Linked DNA regions of Sus scrofa: region 1 is linked to region 2. The links are chromatin contacts, called in public targeted proximity ligation maps. All regions are on one chromosome and are shown on one strand. The core of a region is the stretch at or near the end of the contact, and the rest is flanking DNA. Distances in the headings are between cores, read along the strand shown. Region 1 overlaps CRADD (death domain-containing protein CRADD). Region 2 has its middle 23 kb from the start of PLXNC1.

Evidence for each region.
Region 1: a targeted proximity ligation map of alveolar macrophages shows a contact between it and region 2. A contact is called at or near these places in 1 of 47 Hi-C or Micro-C datasets (epiblast stem cells) and 1 of 2 datasets of targeted methods (alveolar macrophages).

What each region holds. Positions count from the first base shown.
Region 1 is chr5:89,443,411-89,446,215 of Sscrofa11.1, reverse strand. All of the region lies in intron 2 of CRADD (death domain-containing protein CRADD), which reads left to right. Among named protein-coding and RNA genes, the nearest start is that of CRADD, 36 kb to the left of the region's middle.
Region 2 is chr5:89,077,531-89,080,330 of Sscrofa11.1, reverse strand. No RefSeq gene overlaps it. Among named protein-coding and RNA genes, the nearest start is that of PLXNC1, 23 kb to the right of the region's middle.

The DNA of each region.
Region 1 (2,805 bases), core at 61-2,560, 370 kb before region 2:
TTTGAAAGCGGTCAAGACACTTGGCACTGTGATGTTTGCCAGCTTTCCTGGGTACCCAAACAGCGCCTGTGGCCCGTCTAAGGAAACAGCACGCTCTTCCATCAGCCCTGTGGTGTCCTGTACAGCAGCGTCCAGCGCTCGTGGCTGTTGCACAGCGCGAAGGTGACTGCTCCACACCCATGTGTCCCGCGGCGGGAAATGCAGCCCGGATTTCAAAGACTTAGTACCCCAAACGTGAACTATTTGCGATTGTTTACTTTGAGCATCTCTTGAAGTGGTAATATGTTTGGTCTAATCTAAAATGTATTATTGAAATTAATTTCACCTCATTTTTCTTTTTAAAAATGTGGCTGCTGGATCACTAGAAAACTTAAACTTCTGTATGCGGCTTGCGTTATTGGACGGCGCTGCCTTAGAACCCGGCGCCTCTCTCAGGAAGAAGTGGTGAGGAAGTGGGGGCACGTCCGTGTGCAGGCGAGGTGACAGGACAGCTCCCCAACCGTTGGGCTGGTTCTCATTCGTAAAAGAGATTCTCCGTGTTGCGTGTCTCTCAGAAGGTGGAAGGAAGACAAATGGATAGAAATGTTAGGTGCATATAAGAAAGACCTTTCTTTTTTCTTTTTTTGTCTTTTTGCCATTTCTTGGGCCGCTCCTTTGGCATATGGAGGTTCCCAGGCTAGGGGTCCAATCGGAGCTGTAGCCACCGGCCTACAACAGAGCCACAGCAACGCGGGATCCGAGCCGCGTCTGCAACCTACACCACAGCTCATGGCAACACCGGATCCTTAACCCACTGAGCAAGGGCAGGGATCGAACCCAAAACCTCAAGGTTCCTAGTTGGATTCATTAACCGCTGCGCCACGATGGGAACTCCAAAGACCTTTCTAAAACAGTTGTCCGAGTAGGTGTGGGCTCCTTCTAGAGCCAGTGCACCTCTCATCATTATGCTTTATTCAAGCAGAGGCTAGATAGCTGCTTAATAGGTCATTTAGAGAGAGCTCAGGGGGGTTCAAATGAATTCCCCTTCCAGTCCTGAGATTCTGATCCTGAAATGAAATCCGGCCGAGGGCTGGTTGTCTAGAAGTTTGACATGGATGGAGTCTGTGGGCAGGAGAAGAAACAGAGTTTCCTTCACTCTTTGTGTCCTTTTCCTTTAAACTTTCATGTGACTGTTTTTTGAGGAGCTTGGCTTGGTTACAGAAAAACGTTTGCTTCTCTAAGCCCAGTGAATCTGCTGAGCACTGCGTCAGTCTGGCGTCTGCTTGCCAACAAGTCAAGCAAGCAAACGAAACCCACCAAACTGACAAGGGCAGAGTAAGGAGAGGCGTTTTACTCTTATCACAAGAAGTCCGGAGGTCAGCTGCTTCTGGCTTAAAGGCATCAGGGCACGTCTCTGTGCTTGGCTTTTCTTCTCCTGGCGGTTGGCACGGTGGCTGCAGCTCCCAACACTGCATGTGTAGGGCCAGGAGGTAGGGAAAGGGGCAGCCCCCCCTGCATGTGCCACTTCTCTCCGGAAAAGCAGTAGATGCCCCGGCAGTCGCCAGCACACTTCCGCTTTTGTTTCGTGGGCTGAAACGTTCGTAGGGCTTCTCCTTGTTGCAAGTGAAGGTTTGTTCTTTCAGCCTCTGGGCTGGAGACAGTGCAGGAGAGGGAGGTTGGGAAGGGCGATCATGGGAGCTCAGAGAGCAGGGTCTGCCCAAGGTTAGTCTCAGGTGTGACACAGAGGGCGCCACGCCCCGATCACATTCAAGTGCTTTGGAGTCAAAAGTTCCTAGGGTCCCCTCTTTTCCTTTTCAAAATTCTTTCACCAGGTGGTTTTAGTTGCCACGGGTGGGTTTTGCCTAGGTTGAGTTTTATTAAACAACATCTTTTTAGAGATGAGAACGCTGAGGACCCAAGAGGTTCGCATCTTTGATTCTTACCTAAGTGACTTGTAGGGTAGGACCGAGGCTTCTCACTTGCCCTCCCCCTCGCCGATTCAGTAGCAGGGAGAACACATCCTCCGGATAGGATAGGGCACACTGGACAAAATGGGCACTGTCATGGATCTTTTTTCATTCTTTTTAGGGCCGCACCCGCGCCATGTGGAAGTTCCTGGGCTAGGGGTCACATTGGGGTTGCAGTTGCCAGCCTATTCCACAGCCTTAGCAGCAACGGATCTGAGGCACATCTGTGACCTATACTGCAGCTTTCGGCAAGGCCAGATCCTTAAACCACGGAGCAAGGCCAGGGGCTGAACCTACATCCTCACAGAGACGGTGTCGGACTCTTAACCTGCTGAACCACAACGGAAACTCCACTATCTTGGATCTTTCTATTTATTTATTTTTTTTGTCTTTTTAGGGCCGCACTGTTTTTAGGGCATATGGTAGTTCCCAGGCTAGGGGCTGAATCAGAGCTGTAGCCGCCAGCCTACGCCACAGCCGCAGCAGCTTGTAGGGCCAGATGCGGCCAGATCTGAGCTGCATCTACGACCTACACCACAGCTCACGGCAACGCCAGATCCTTAACCCACTGAGCGAGGCCAGGAATTGAACCTGCATCCTCCTCATGGATACTAGTCAGATTTGTTTCCGCTGAGCCATGATAGGAACTCCTATCTCAGGTCTTTTTTAATGTAGATTTGGACATTTTGCTTATACTACAAAAGAATTTTAAGTAAATGAAGGTAACATGTATGATAAGGACCCGTCTTACAATTTTTACATTTTTCTCTCCCTTAAAGTGTTGTATTTCCCTATCAGTGTTCCCTGTGCTTCTGTTTTTAAATCAGTGGCCCATTATGGGTATCAGTGGAATAATACA
Region 2 (2,800 bases), core at 266-2,765:
TCAGTGATGGGCAGAACGCAAGCATGGTCTCCATCCTATCCTGAAGAACTGCTTTTATAAATAAGAAGGAAACATTTTTTAAAATCAAGATGAAAGAAAGGAACAGCCATTTGCACTCCCAGAAACAACGTTTTCCTGCAGGTGTCCGGTGGAGCTCCGTCCAGCAGCTCCGTGATACGACCCGCCAAGGGTGCCAAGAACTGAACCTTGACGAATGTCCGTTTGTCATTTGTGCCCGAGGCAAGATGCTGCGAACAAGGGCTCCTCCCTGTTGTATCTGTTACTCCGGAGCGGGACACTTTGTACCATTCACTTTATACAATCGAGTCCCACCTCCCTGGATGCTCGCAGTCGCTCCATTCCAGCGCTCCCGTGGGCACACGTCTAAGGAGAGTCTTCTCCTGGACTCAGCCCTCAAGTGTTCTAGATGAAAATGCCCCCTCCCCTCAGGTCCGAAGCCTGGCTCCACTACCTGCTGCTTCGTACCCAAAGCAGGGGCTTGTGATTCAATCACAGAAAAAAAAACACCAGCCTGAGTGAGCAAGAAAACAGCAGGAGCCCAAGGACTCCTGTGAACAAAGAGACTGATTGTTTTCATGCAAAGTGTTTTTAGTAGTAGGGAGATAACAGGCAAATGAAATATGAAAGATAGGCAGAGATTTTTTTCTTAAACCAATGGAAGGGGCGGGAGCTCTTTAATCAAACCAGAGCACATCTTTTAACCGTGAACTTGGACTCATCCAGTTCCCACAGTTCTTATCAGGTAGAAAAGAATCTCTGCTCTGACTCCTCTTCCCCCACCCTCTTCCAGTCCGGCACAATCACGTCTCTTTCTGCTTCCCGAGCGTTCCGTCTTAGCCTTGTCTGAAACAGCCTGTTTTGAAATGTTAGGGCTTCCTAATGATGAGACGTTTATCACCAGAGAGTGATTGTAAGCGGTAGATAGAATGAGCAATATTAACTCTACTAGTTGTCTCTTTATTTTAACACACTTAGAGAAAACTATGTCTAGCACGTCAAACTTAGGATTTTATTATAGGCTACGGCAGCCTCAGTTTTAAAAAGCCAGTTAATATAGAGCCAATAAACAGAAAAGTATTAAATAAATCATGATTCGAGTGGTATGCAAATGGAGTAAAAGCTGCAAAGTGGTACATACATGTATGACGGTTGGAAAACGTGAGTGGGAATTCTGCCGCACATCCAAGGCAGTTCCTGGGGAAGGGCCAGAAACAGCCTTGGTTCATACTTAGATGTAGACATTTGCATTTCTTTCTGAATCCTCAGTTAGTCTTTATAGTTCTGAATCTCAGGACCCCAAGTCTGGGGTCTGAGGTCTCAAGCTGGTAGACTTTGTCTCCAGCAGGCGGAGTGCATTGTTTTACAATCAGGACATCTCATGTGACATGCAGGTTTCCTGTTCTCTCTACAAACTGGAAGGTCTAGCATGCTGGGTCTCCATCTCTGCCCAGCAGTAATCAGGTGACCACAGGCCCCGGGTGTCACTACTCTCTGATGCAAGGCACTGTGGGTACACTTGTGTGACCAGGGCCACCGCAAGGATCAGGGTAGAAAGAGGGTTCCTCTTCTGGGAGGTTCCTCTTCCCCTGCTTCTCAATCTTCTCTCTCTTCCCCATCGATCCCTCCCCACCCCCCACACACTGACTCATAAATGCATCTCCAGGAAAAGAAAACAAGGGTAAAATTTCTGTCTTCTCCCACTCCTTCCCCATGGCTATACTTGCTTGAAGGGTGGCCCCAATTCCCTAATAATTCCTAGGCTGATTATTTATTCTGTCTTAGCCATTTGAGTAGCAGAAGATCTTTTGAAACCACTCTACATGTTATTTTTGTGTAGCATGTGAGCCGGGAGTCAAAACTGAATTTTCCTTCTACGTGGTACATCGTGAGAAAAAGGACCCATGATTCGGAACCAGAGGGGCTGAGTTCATGTCCTAATTCTTCTCATGTCTTGGCCTTGTGATCGTAGGCAAATCACTTAACTTCGTTATACCTCAATCTCCTCATCTGTAAAATGGGGATAATTGTACCTATTGCAGGGGATTTTTATAAAGATTAAATGAATGAATATATATGAAGTGCTTAGAAAAGAGCCTAGTGCCTAGTAAAGGTTGTGAAAAAATGTAATCTATTATATGAGTACGTCTTCCATCCTATGAACTACTACTGGGATAAGATTTAACTCTGCACCCTAGATATGATAATATTAGCCCTATTCCTTTTATCAAGCAGCTCTTTACTGCTGCCGTATAAGTGTCAGGCATCACGTTGAGCTTTGGAGATACAAAATATGAGCTAGTGTCCTTGCCCTTCAAGGAGCTTCCTATCCCTAGTGGATTTGGAGTTTAAGGTAAAGCTCAACAAACATCATATGACAAATGTTTAAATAAATGAAAGGTTAAGTGAAGAAATACCATATGACAACTGTTTAAATATGTAGGAGCCTTATGGAGAAGAAAGAATTGAATTATTCTAGACTCAGTCTACAAGAATCAGTCTCCAAAGAGTTACAGGCAAATTGGTGTTTTGAATTTATGGCTAGAAGAATAGGAGCCAGAGGAAGCTGGTGGGGGCTTTCACAAGAAAATGACCAAGGGTATGTGGGCTACACAAATACACAGACACACACACACACACATACACACACAACACACCATGTTTAGAGGGAACACATGCTGAAACATGTGACTGGGCTAAAATAAATGGTTCAGAGCCAGCCCTGCTTCCACCTCCCCACCCACCCACCCACCCACACCCAGAATGAGCAGGGACTAAGAAT